2 separate regions of the Mus musculus genome follow, and region 1 is linked to region 2. Evidence: chromatin contacts called from public HiChIP or PLAC-seq data. All regions are on one chromosome and are shown on one strand. The core of a region is the stretch at or near the end of the contact, and the rest is flanking DNA. Distances in the headings are between cores, read along the strand shown. Region 1 overlaps Gm2a (GM2 ganglioside activator protein). Region 2 overlaps Tnip1 (TNFAIP3 interacting protein 1).

The links. HiChIP or PLAC-seq counts read pairs in DNA pulled down with a chosen protein or histone mark.
Region 1: an HNF4G HiChIP or PLAC-seq map of pancreatic cancer cells shows a contact between it and region 2. The contact joins two enhancer-like sites. A contact is called at or near these places in 13 of 39 promoter capture datasets (the 3T3-L1 cell line, 3T3-L1-derived adipocytes, the C10 cell line and 7 more), 6 of 484 Hi-C or Micro-C datasets (the 63-12 cell line, Sertoli cells, beige adipocytes and 3 more), 2 of 115 datasets of contacts at active chromatin or transcription factors (bone marrow-derived dendritic cells and pancreatic cancer cells) and 1 of 9 other capture datasets (liver).

The regions. Positions count from the first base shown.
Region 1 is chr11:55,098,729-55,104,799 of GRCm38.p6, reverse strand. Gm2a (GM2 ganglioside activator protein) reads right to left here. Exons shown (of 4, transcript NM_010299.3): 2 at 1,052-1,213. Among named protein-coding and RNA genes, the nearest start is that of Gm2a, 3.8 kb to the right of the region's middle. Within about 2 kb of position 2,334, at least 21 of the 459 cell types and tissues checked have an H3K27ac peak or open chromatin away from gene starts, as enhancers often do. A contact at or near this core is called in pancreatic cancer cells, where this site is marked.
Region 2 is chr11:54,933,168-54,938,671 of GRCm38.p6, reverse strand. It overlaps Tnip1 (TNFAIP3 interacting protein 1), which reads left to right. Exons shown (of 19, transcript NM_001199275.2): 5 at 607-725; 6 at 2,131-2,211; 7 at 4,492-4,683. Among named protein-coding and RNA genes, the nearest start is that of Tnip1, 27 kb to the left of the region's middle. Within about 2 kb of position 1,996, at least 149 of the 459 cell types and tissues checked have an H3K27ac peak or open chromatin away from gene starts, as enhancers often do. A contact at or near this core is called in pancreatic cancer cells, where this site is marked.

The DNA of each region.
Region 1 (6,071 bases), core at 1,085-3,584, 170 kb before region 2:
CACCCCACATCTCCATATGCAGACACAAGAATAATAAATAAAAACATTTAATGTGAAGGTACATAGTCAGGAGAGTATGAATAGATCATTATTATACGGACAAATTCTAGCCCGCATGGCGTCTCCCAAATTAATCACGCTGTCTCATTAGAACAATGAGTGAAGATTCTGGGAGGATCCGTAACAGCCAACAATGAGCAGCTCCTAAGGAATTAGGCTAGGAGAAGACATTTAATAGAAGCTATTCATGGTGGCACACGCCTGTAATCCCAGTCCTCGGGAGGTGATGGCAGAAGGAGCAGAAGTTCAAGGCTATCCTTAGGTACTTACATTAAGTTGTGGGGCAGCCTAAACTACCTAAGGAAGGCCCTGGCTCAAAAGAACAGAAACAAAGTTGGGGATGTGGTTTTGGCAGAGTGCTCACCTAATATGCATGAGAGGCCCCGGGGTCCATTCCAGGTGTGGTAGTACCCCTGTGATCTGAGTACTCAAGAAGTGGAGGCCAGAGAGCCAGGAGCTCACAGCAAGTTCAAGGCCAGCTAAGGCTACATAAAGCCCTCCCTCAAAACATACATACAAAGCACTGCTTGTTTTCATATGTATTTTTTAAAAAATAAATGCATGCAGTATGGATAAAGGAAACAGCATTGTTCATTCAGCTCTGAGAGTCCACATTGTGGCGGCTCATGCCCACAACCAAACTGCGGCAGGCAGGCCTACCACAAGTTCAAGGCCAGCATAGGCTACAGAGTGAGACCCTGTCTCAAAACAAAAGAAAATAGCCTTATGTCCCTGGCTACTGGCTATACATCAAAACAACACAGAGGAGTCCATGGTGAACACTGGGCCGCCATATCCAAGTGCATGAATGGGTGAATCCCAGCTGACCTGGGTTTCCCTTCCATCCCCTGACCCTGAGACTCTATGAACCCGGGAAAGTCTGTGGTAAGTCTGCAAAGTCTGAAGTCTTTCACAATCTATGAGCATGAGTTTCCATGGCGCCTGCTGGCTGCCCACTCCCCGTCCATCGTCCACACAGCCTGGGGCTTACCTTCTGAGGAGCAGTGAGGGGAACGCTGGTCTTGCCCTCAAGGCTGACGACTACATCTCCAGGAACCACAATGGGGTCAGGTTGGATCGTGAGGCTTTTGATCACTGCAGGGTCCTTTCCTTCATCACAGTTATCCCAGGAGAAGCCACCAAGTTGGGAAAGCTAGGGACAACGAGACAGCAAGGAGAGAAGTGGAGGAAAAGAAATGTTTCAGCATACAAGAGTTGGAGGGAGGCCTGCCCATTCCCCTCTGAGCTCCATGGTAACAGTCACACTTGTCTGACCCATTCTTCAGGCAAAATGCCAAAGTGCAGGGCCTAGGCCCATTATATCAGACCTTGAACTTTAAAACTAAGGGGGTTGGGATGTCGCTCCGTTGGTGGAATGTCTACCTGGCATATTGGAAACCTTAGGCTCTATCCTTGGCATGACACAAACCCAGTGTGGTGGCAGGGGCAACACTTGGGAGGTAGAACATCAGGAATTCATGGTCATCTTCAACTACATAGCCCATGTCAGGCCAGTCTAGATACACAAGACCCTGTTCTGGGGCAGGGCAGGAGAGAGAGAGAGAGAGACTTAGCTAGCTGTATGGGTGCAAGCCCATAATGTAAACACTCAAGGGAAGATGTGGTCATTCTAAACCAGCCTAGGCTACAAAAGAAGGGAGGGAGGGAGGGAGGGAGGAAGGGAGGGAGGGAGAGAGGAATCACCCCTAGCTAAGGAAGTATTGGCAGTGGTGGCTACAGAGAGGAGGAGTCATTATACCTTGGGGGCTTGTGATACTCATAGATAGCCATGTCCTAACCCATGCACATATGAGAAGCAATAATTGGACTCAGTGGGTTATTAAGAGAAGATAAAAATGGCAGGCAGGTGCGCTGGATTGAAAGGGAATGTGGGATTGGATACGATACAGATACATTGTATACAAGTCAATGAATACAGAAAATACTCTATTTAATAATGGTATTAGCCTCATTTAGCTTTGAGGGTACCTTCTCTGAGCTCTGACCCTGCCACCCATTTCTCTCCAGCTAGCTTTGGGAGGTCACCACAAGACAAGCTGCTGAAAGTCACCCTTGTATTCCATGCCCATGAGCCTGATTATGCCCCACCCCTTGTCCAATCCTAGGTCGGCAACAAGGGGGAACAAGGAGAAAGAACACAAGGAGAAACAACAGTAACCCAAGCCTCAGCGTCCAGGGAACAAGACCCACAGGACAAGATCTACAGGAGGTCCCTCAGTGACGAGCAATGACTTTCTCACCTTACACCCACATTCTTACTCCCCTGTCGTGAACCACACCATAGGCACAACCTGAGTCACCCACCACTCCTCTGCAGAGGAACTTCTCAAATCTTCCTCCACGTGACCTAGATCCAACAAATGTGACCACCAGCCCCCAGAACCTTAGGATCTGGGATTCATTCTACACCTCTGTCTGTCTGTTTGTCTGCCTGTCTGCCTGTCTCTCCCTCTCAAAACACACTCACATGCCCCACCCCCAAAACCCCCTACAAAGACACTTAGCACTGCCATTATCCACACACAGCCTTAGAAAATCTGCCAGCCTGGCCTCCATCTTAACCCATTCATAACCATCCGGACCCAGAGAACACCTGATCCGTGCTAGACCACAGCTTCTCTCTGCCAAGCCTTGGAATTATGACACAAGAAGCTGTGTGTGTGACCCTATGGCCAGAGGCAATGTATGTGACCCTTATGACACAAGGCCTGGCACTGCCTTGGGTCAAAAGTTTTAAGGTGGGTTCCAAGCACGTACACTTGCGGCTCAGCTCCAAGTTGAGTTGAGGAGACAAGAGTAAGAGCCCCTCTGTCCTATGGGAAAGGAACACAGAGTCAGTCACCTATATGATCTACTACAGCACTAAAGGAGCCAGGCATGCTGACATACACCAGTCATCCCAGCACTAGGGAGGCTGAGGCAGGAGGATCTCAAGCTTGAAGGCAGCCTGGGCTACATAGTGAGACCCTGTCTTCAAAAAAGAACAAAAGGCAATCTAAGACCAGCAAGACCAGCACAGGGCACATGCCTGTAATCCCAGCACTCGGCTCTGATGTTCAAACTCATCCTCAAACACACAGTGAGCTCATAACCAGCCTGGGATGGAAAACAAGCATCCCAGGGACCTGGGACAGGTATGGCTTTGGAGTGCCAGGCAGGAAGCCTAGGTTCCAGTCAAACAGACCTGGGTTGGAATCCCAGCCTGGAACACATACAATTGGAGTCCTGATTTCTGATTTCCACATCTTTTAAGTAGAGGCATTTTATATCTTCCTCCCAGAACTGTTGCAAGGTGAGAACACGTATGTGACAACTCATGACATTGTGTCAGACACAAAGCATGAGCTGGCTCACTAAAACACAGCCATGTGCCTCCCTGGCCTCTGTTTCCTGCCACCAACTCCGTGAGATCCATGTAAGCCTGTTAAACTCCATGTTCAAGCTTCTTGGCATGGGCTTCTGATTCCTGGAATGAAAGGCCACACTGTGACTAAGAAAGGCAGGGCCAGGGTAGGTACCAGCAGGTATTTTGCTCAAACTTCATTCCATAAGTATTTGTGAAGCGACTATTTCAGGGCCTGGACTGAGGCTTTGTAAACAATAGGAAGCAGTTCTTCCCTGCCTTGTGGGGCTTATAGTCTAGTGTAAATAAGTGTTCCCCAGGCTGGCAGTGTAACTCAGTGGTAGAGAGCTCGCCTAACATGCCTAAAGTCCTGGGTTCAAACCCAAGTACTAGGGGGCAGAAAAAACGGAAAGAAAAGAAGGGAGAGAAGGAGGGAGGGAGGGAACAAAGGAGGATCGACCACATATTAGAGTGCCTGAAGGTGGTGTGGAGAGTAACTCAGGTCTTACTTAGGGTGGTTGAAAGGTGACACTTAAAAACATTCTTTCAGGATGAGAAATTAGCCATCAATACACACAGAGCACAAGCAAAGGCCCTGAGGTAGAAGCTCAGCTGGTTCCAGTACTACAGAAAGGCCAACAGGCTAAACACGTTGAATGAGGGACCTCGCTGAAGAAGGGTAGCAGTCTCATTGATTATAAGCCCTCATAGGTCAAAGAGAGCAAACTGGCCATGTGCAGTAGAACACCTTCGAAAGAAAGTACGGCGCTTGGAGAAGGATGGACTGGGGGAGGAGTGGCTGGTCCTAAGATAAATGAAAAAAAATGGCTAAGTAGTAACCTGGGCTGACAGGGTAGGAGGCTACTTTTTCCAACTCAGCAGCCTGATTCACACCAAGGAGGACTTTGGGTTCAGGGAAGTTTCTAGAGTGTCCTTTTTTAGACTCTTCCACCCTCTCCCATTACCCCTTCCCCCCTGCCCTAGTAGGGGACTTTTCACAAGGTGGTCCTCCACTAGCAGGGCCTGGGCAGCTTCAGCTGTGAGGTACTCCAGCAGCTGAGTCCAGGCTCTTGGGGAAAGGGAGGATAGCGATCAGCAGTATGTACCTCGAACCTGGCAGATGCCATCCCTAGCCTAGATGTGGCTACATAGGCAGAATAGGGGCAGATCCAGGCATGGGTTAAAATCACACACCAACCACTACTGCTCTCACTAACAGATGCTAATTAAGCCCTGGTCTCACTAGCAGACACCTCTGGCATGTTAACCCCTGGAGGTTCAACTTCCTCATTTATTAAGTGAGCATAACTATATCTTCTGTCAGGGTGATGGCAGGAGGAGAAGTCTGTACACAAAGCAACAGGACTCAGCGCCTGAAGGCAGCCAAGCTCATTTAAATGTTCTGCCCCGGGCCTGAGAAGAGAGAGACGATGTGACAGGGATGACAATAGGGAACCCCAGAGCAGGTGCTGGAATAGAGAGGGACATTCATGGGAAACCCAAATAAAGCCTAATTTAGTTCACAGTAAAGGACCCACACTGGCTTGGTTTTAACAAGCACACTGATAATATGGGGTACTAACAAAAGCAATTAGGTAAATACACAGAACTTTATGCTATCCTTATGAATTACTCCAAAATTGGGAGATGGAGACAGGAGGATCAGTATAGTTCAAGGTTATCATTAGCTACTTAGAAGAGTTTAGGCTAGCCTGGACAACAGAGATCCTATCTCAAAAAACAATTTTTTTTAAAAGAGGAAAAGTACAAAGCTCAATCTGCAGCACACAGTAGGTATATAATAAATGACACCTACTATGCAACATAGAGTCTAGTAAGTGCCCAGCACAAAGCCAGTCATATCAGAGTCACTACAGCCCAGGGTCACAGGACCAGTGATACAAGAAGACCCCAGGGTTCTGAAGACTCAGTCACTCACTGGTCACTGCAGACTCAAGTTCTGCGACCATAAGCCTCTAGAGTAAGGTTCAAAAATGTCACTGAGTGATCTTGAGTAAAGTCCTTAACAGCCAAAAGGAGGTTGGTGCCTACAATGCCTGAGTCCCTCCAAATTGCCTATCTGAGCCCCTAAAGTTTGGAATGGCACCCACAGGCAAAGCATACAGGAGAAATGGGGATGTCATCTGCAGGCCTACTGCCTCTAACTGGGCTCCACCTCACAAGGCCGGCTGTGGAACCAAGACCTGAATTCCCACACCAGGAGACGTCAAGAGACAAGCTGAGCCAGGCGTGGTGGCACACGCCTTTAATCCCAGCACTCGGGAGGCAGAGGCAGGCGGATTTCTGAGTTCGAGGCCAGCCTGGTCTACAAAGTCCAGGACAGCCAGGACTATACAGAGAAACCTTGTCTCAAACAACCAAAAAAAAAAAAAAAAAAAAAGAGACAAGCTGACTAGCCTCTGGGACAGTGAGGTCAAAAGGTCCTTCCTCCCACATGTAACATCTCCCTGCATCTGACCAAACAAGGCCAAGGCCATACTGGCCCCAACTGCCCTATTCCTTGGGCATTCTGCAAACCCTCGGTTCATGAAAGCCCTCACCCTATGCTGACATGACATACATTTTATACACTAAAGCTAAGATCGTCCACAACACTTTCCCCCTTTTTTCAGCCGGTCCTGGCAGG
Region 2 (5,504 bases), core at 747-3,246:
CAGAGTGACTAGTCAAGTTGATGACCTTGCCAGACCCTGGTTTCCTTTCTTTAAAACAGGAATGCTACGAGGCTGCCATGAGAACACCGTAGGGAGTTAAGGCTCAGTGGGTAGAATGCTCACTAGTGTGCATGTATTCAGCTGCTCGGAGTAAACTGCACGGTGGCACATGCCTGTAACCCTGGAGTTGGGAGTTGGTAGCAAGAAGATAAGGAGTCCAATGTCATCCTTAGCTGCATACTGAGTTTGGGGCCAGCCTCTGAGCTGCGTGAAGCCAAGTTTGAGGTCAACATATGTTACATGAGCCTCTCTCAAAACCCGAAAGAAAGCACTTGGTTAACTGAAAATTCTTTCTAGATCCCTGAGGCAGAGAACCATGACCACCTTGGAGTTTTCCTAGTAACTAGGTCTGCAAAGGGGTCTCTGCCCAGGCTCTGGACTCCATTACCCAGGCCAGGCATTTCACGTGACTTCTTGTCTTAAAGGGACAGCCTCCCTTTTCTCTAAATCAAGAGGGAACTCAGTCAGAGGGCTTCCATCTTCCTGGGGGCTGGGTTCAGGCGTCTTCCCTTCTAGGTTTCTTTAGCCACAGTCTTGATTTTCCAGGACAGGATACAAAGGTCCAGGTACATCCTGCTACCAGCACTGCCGCCACCACCACCGCCACCGCCACCACGGGAAACTCCATGGAGAAGCCCGAGCCAGCCTCCAAATCTCCGTCCAATGTAAGTTGCATTTGGAGCTGTGACTGGTTACCTAAAGCTCTTCCCGCCACACATCAGTCTGGAGCGCTGGGATGGGACAGCTTGCCATTTTGAGGTGAAAGTCATGGTTCTCATGACCAGGAAGGTCCTGATCAAACAAGGAGTTTTCTCTCATTTCCTGAGCTATCTAACGTGACCATGCTCACTAACTGGGCACAGACACATACTTCCAAGATGCTCAGAAACCATGTGCTGCAGGCTCAATGGAGAAGTGTAGCCTGGCATCATAGGGCCAGATCCTTCAGATGGTCAGAAGGTGGGTCTTTTCCAAGCTGAGACCACAGATGGGGTCATGGTGGCTCTGACTGGTGGCCAGCTGGGCTGGTTTCTCCCATCTGTCCTACCCCATCCAGGACAGGGAAAGCAGGTCAGGAGGGTGTTTTTGGTTTGGGGGTTTTTTGGTGGGGTATGAAGGAAGAGGTATATGCGTGGAGTGTGTTCTGGTGAGGACAGAGGAGGGCATCAGGTCTCCTGCTCCTTGCTTTATCCCTTACATCTCTTCACTGAACCCAGAGCTTGCCATCTCCAGATAAGCCAGTACCCCAGGGATCCTCTTGTCTCTGTCCACTCCCGTGCTGAGCTGTGAGTTAGGGATGCCCAGCTGTGCTGTTTATATGGGTGCTGGGAAATCCCAAGTTAGGTCTTCCTGCTGGTGTAGCGAATGTTCCACCCACTGAGCCATCTCCCCAGCCCCAGTCACGCCACATTTAAGGGTCTCTTAGAGCCAGGTTCAGATGAACTCTGGGCTCCTCAGCTGATTGAACAGCCAGTGAAGTCTGCGCCTTGGTTGATGACACATTGCAGAGCGGCCTTAGTGTTCTCAGGTCAGTCCTCTCCTGGGATGACCTTTGGGTTGAGTTGGTGAGGCTGGTGCAGGGCCTCCCTTGGTGGTGGCTGTAGTAGCTGCTGCCAGCCAGGGTGACAAGAGGCACCTGAGCCCAGGAGATAGCTTGGTTGCTTTGGCAGGATCTGCCAGCTTGTGCAGAGTCTTGGCTTGTGTGTTGACTCTGTGAACTTGGTTTCCTCATCCGTTCCAACACACACACACACACACACACACACACACACACACACACACACACACACACACACAGAGAGAGAGAGAGAGAGAGAGAGAGAGAGAGCAAATAAATAATACTGTTTCAAGGTTGGCTCGACCCACACCCCTGTTTCACTGATAAATAATGGCCATGGAGGGGTATGACCTCAGATCACAAGGAGGGTGATGGCAGTCCTGTGGTTCTTGGGTGATCTCATGAATAGTGTGTGACTATTGCCTCTAGGAACTCTGCACTGTTTGCCCTTCTGTCTTCCTTGGGGGCAGGGTCCGTTTATCATGGGCAGCTACTAACTTCCTTCTACCTAGGGCGCCTCCTCGGACTTTGAAGTGGTCCCTACTGAGGAGCAGAATTCACCCGAAACTGGCAGCCACCCTACGAACATGATGGTGAGCAGACAGGCATCCCCGCCCCCACCTCCAGCACATCCTTTTCTTTCCTCTCTGTCTGTCACCTGCCCTTTCGTGACACGACACTCAGATCCCTTGGGTCCCCTGTAGTTACATGGGGGACACAGAGGGGCTATAGCATGGGGTGCTTCTTACTCTCATATGCAAATCCCCCGCTGGTGACTTCCCCAGCTTGGGGCACACAGGCACCCCACTGTTGTGAAAGCCTGGGCCACTTGCCAGCCCCACTGGCCTCTGGACCAATCACCTTTCTGTCAGTTACAGTGACTCAGCCTCTTGGGTCTGTAGGTGTGGAAAGGGTCGGCCTGGTGCTGATGGGAGGGGTGGGAGTGATTTACCCTTTTGTGCTTGTCCTTGGCTCCTCCCAGGGGCAGATGGCCCGGAGGTTACACTTTGTGTTCACAAGTGGGGTGCACGCGTTTCTCCAGCTTCGGAGGGGCTGCTCAAATCCACATTCCTACCTTGCAGTGTTTAACCTTAGTCCAGCCGTGCAGTCCTTCTGTTCTTTCTTAAAATGCCAGACTTGGAGAGCTGCTGTGAAAGATCTTCAAGATTTGTCAGAGACCTTAAAGTCCTGTCTTTTCCTCATCCCTCCCTCCTATTTAATGTTTGCTTTATTCTGTTCTGTTTTGCTTTGTTTTCGTGTGAGGCAAACCTCTTGCCTCTTCTCCTAAGTCCATACCATGAAGCATGCCCCACTATAGACCATTAAACTGTTGCTATGCCAGCTCTACTTGGCCTCCCCTTCACCTGCAAACACCACCCCATCTCACACCAGCATTTAACCTTCAGTGCTGAGAGGATCGCCCTGTCAGGATGCTCTGTGTTTTGTCTCCTGGGACCATATGCATCTCGTCCTGTTCTGTCCCTGAGGACTGAGACATGACTGAGAGCAGGCGAGGTTCCCTCGCTCAGAAAGGTTTCAGCGCGCAGTCATGGGCTGATAACTTACCTTTTCCATTAAAGTCTGTCTACGCCAGCTCAGGAGTACACCAACTCCTGCTGGAAGCTTGTAGGCTACTTGGAGAAACCTGAGCACTTGATACACCTCCAGAGATCAGCCCTGGCCACTCCTAGTCCTTTGTGGTAGGAAAGGGACGTGCAATTGGAGACTGATTCTGCTTTTTTTTTTAATTAGAATGTGATGCTGATAGGACACAGGCCGAGCATTCAGTTGCCCAGAGCTCACTAGCAGGTCCTAGAGCCCTGGGTTACAGTGAGAAAATCCCAGTTGTAGGCCTGGCTCTGCCACTCTGCCATGTACTGACTGGGCTGCTATGAGCAAGTTCTCTGTCAGGATACATCATTGTCTCAGCCTGAGGGAACCGTAGCTCCCTGTGGCTCTGCTCTCTGATTCCCTGAAGTATTGGGGTTTGGGAGGAATCTGCTGGGTGATTCCTTGCCTGAACTTGGGGGTTGTGGTTGGGGGTAGGAAGTGGGTGGGTGGGTGGGGGGAACTGCTGGGTGAGTCTGTGAACTATTTTAGAGGAGGGGATCCGGAGGTGATGAAGAGTGTGAACATTTGGGGTAGATCAGGATATATAGAAATGAGGTCCACAGAACCCTGGGGTCTTGCAGGGGGCCTTGGGCAGGAGAAGGTTGGGAGGCCTAGTTAACGCCTGTCTATGAGCCAGGATTGAAAGGTCCCACTGAGATCCTTAGGACTGCTGTGGGTATGACCAGGGCTGTGGCTTCAGTAGCAGTGTTCTAGAGGGAATGGAGAGAGCAGTACTGAACTACTCTGCCCAGGCTGTTCTCTCTTCGTTTACTAGGTTGGGGTTCTCTGCAGTATTAGAGCTGTGATTCTTAGAAACATGGTGTTTGGTCCTCTCCCAGGCACAGCCCCCTAAGGAGAGCCTCCCTGAGCTCAGGAAGCAGTGCATTACAGTTAGAGACACCCTCTCTGCCTTCCCTCCTGTCAGTTTTGCTGTGCAATGAAGGACGGAAGTGATATACATACACATACTGCTGAAGGATGCCCAGCCTGGGGGAGGGCGAACTGACTACTCTCGGGCACTCAGTAAGACTCAGCGTAGGAGGAAGATGGCCTTGGTGGTGTTAGGCCAGCCAGTGGCCTGGAAGTCCTAGGTCCTGCCCTGTGAGTCAGCTCCAGATAGGGAACCTGTGTAACTGGAAATTTTCCCTGGGCTGAACAGAGGCCACAGGGGAAACTGAGTCATGAAGAATGGGGAAGCAATAGAAGAATCGGCCGGCATTGCCGCCTTAGGCTTGGTGAAGATCATGCTCTTGCTCCCACAGGACCTGGGGCCCCCACCCCCAGAGGACAGCAACCTGAAGCTCCACCTGCAGCGCCTGGAGACCACCCTTAGCGTGTGTGCAGAGGAGCCAGACCACAGCCAGCTCTTCACCCACCTGGGCCGCATGGCCCTCGAGTTCAACAGGTTGGCCTCCAAAGTGCATAAAAATGAGCAGCGCACCTCCATCCTGCAGGTGAGGCCAGCAAGAATCTCCCTGCGCCTCCTGCCCACTGTAGGGGTTAGCTATGGGGACTTCGGAAGGCTGGATTTTAGGCCTGTTTGGAGCTTTTTGTTCACAGTGGTGACTGCAGTAAGGAATTTATGGGAAGAAAAAGAAGGAAATGAGGAAATGGGAGGCAGGTCTTGCAGATTCACAGTGAGTGTCCTGGGGAGTGAGGCCTGGCGGGCTGAGTGTGGCCTGCTTTGTTCTTGTTTGTTTTCTTTTTTTTTTAAAGACCCGAGTCTCACTTTGTATCCCCAGCTAGCCTGGAATTTACCATGTAGACTAGACTGGCCTTGAATCAGAGTTCTGCCTGCCTCTGCTACCTGGGCACCCCCTGTGGCTTGCTTTGCTGTCACTGCAGCTCTTTGTATGCTCTGTCCCCAGCAGGAAGTGTTTTGAGATAGTCTCACTCATATCCCAGCCCAACCTCAGACTCACAGCATCTTCCTGCCTCAGCCTCCTAAGTGCAGGGATTCTAGACATGAGCCACTTCACCCAGCTTTAATTTGTCATATTTAAAATCTCAGGGGCTGGCGAGATGGCTCAGTGGTTAAGAGCGCCGACTGCTCTTCCAAAGGTCCTGAGTTCAAATCCCAGCAACCACATGGTGGCTCACAACCATCCTTAACGAAATCTGATGCCCTCTTCTGGAGTGTCTGAAGACAGCTACAGTGTACTTACGTATGATAAATAAATAAATCTTTTTAAAAAAAAAAATCTCAGACCCTTAGCCACGCTCTCTCCCTCCCTGCCTCCTTTTTCAAATCCCTCTTAGAAGGCTCCCTGTGCTG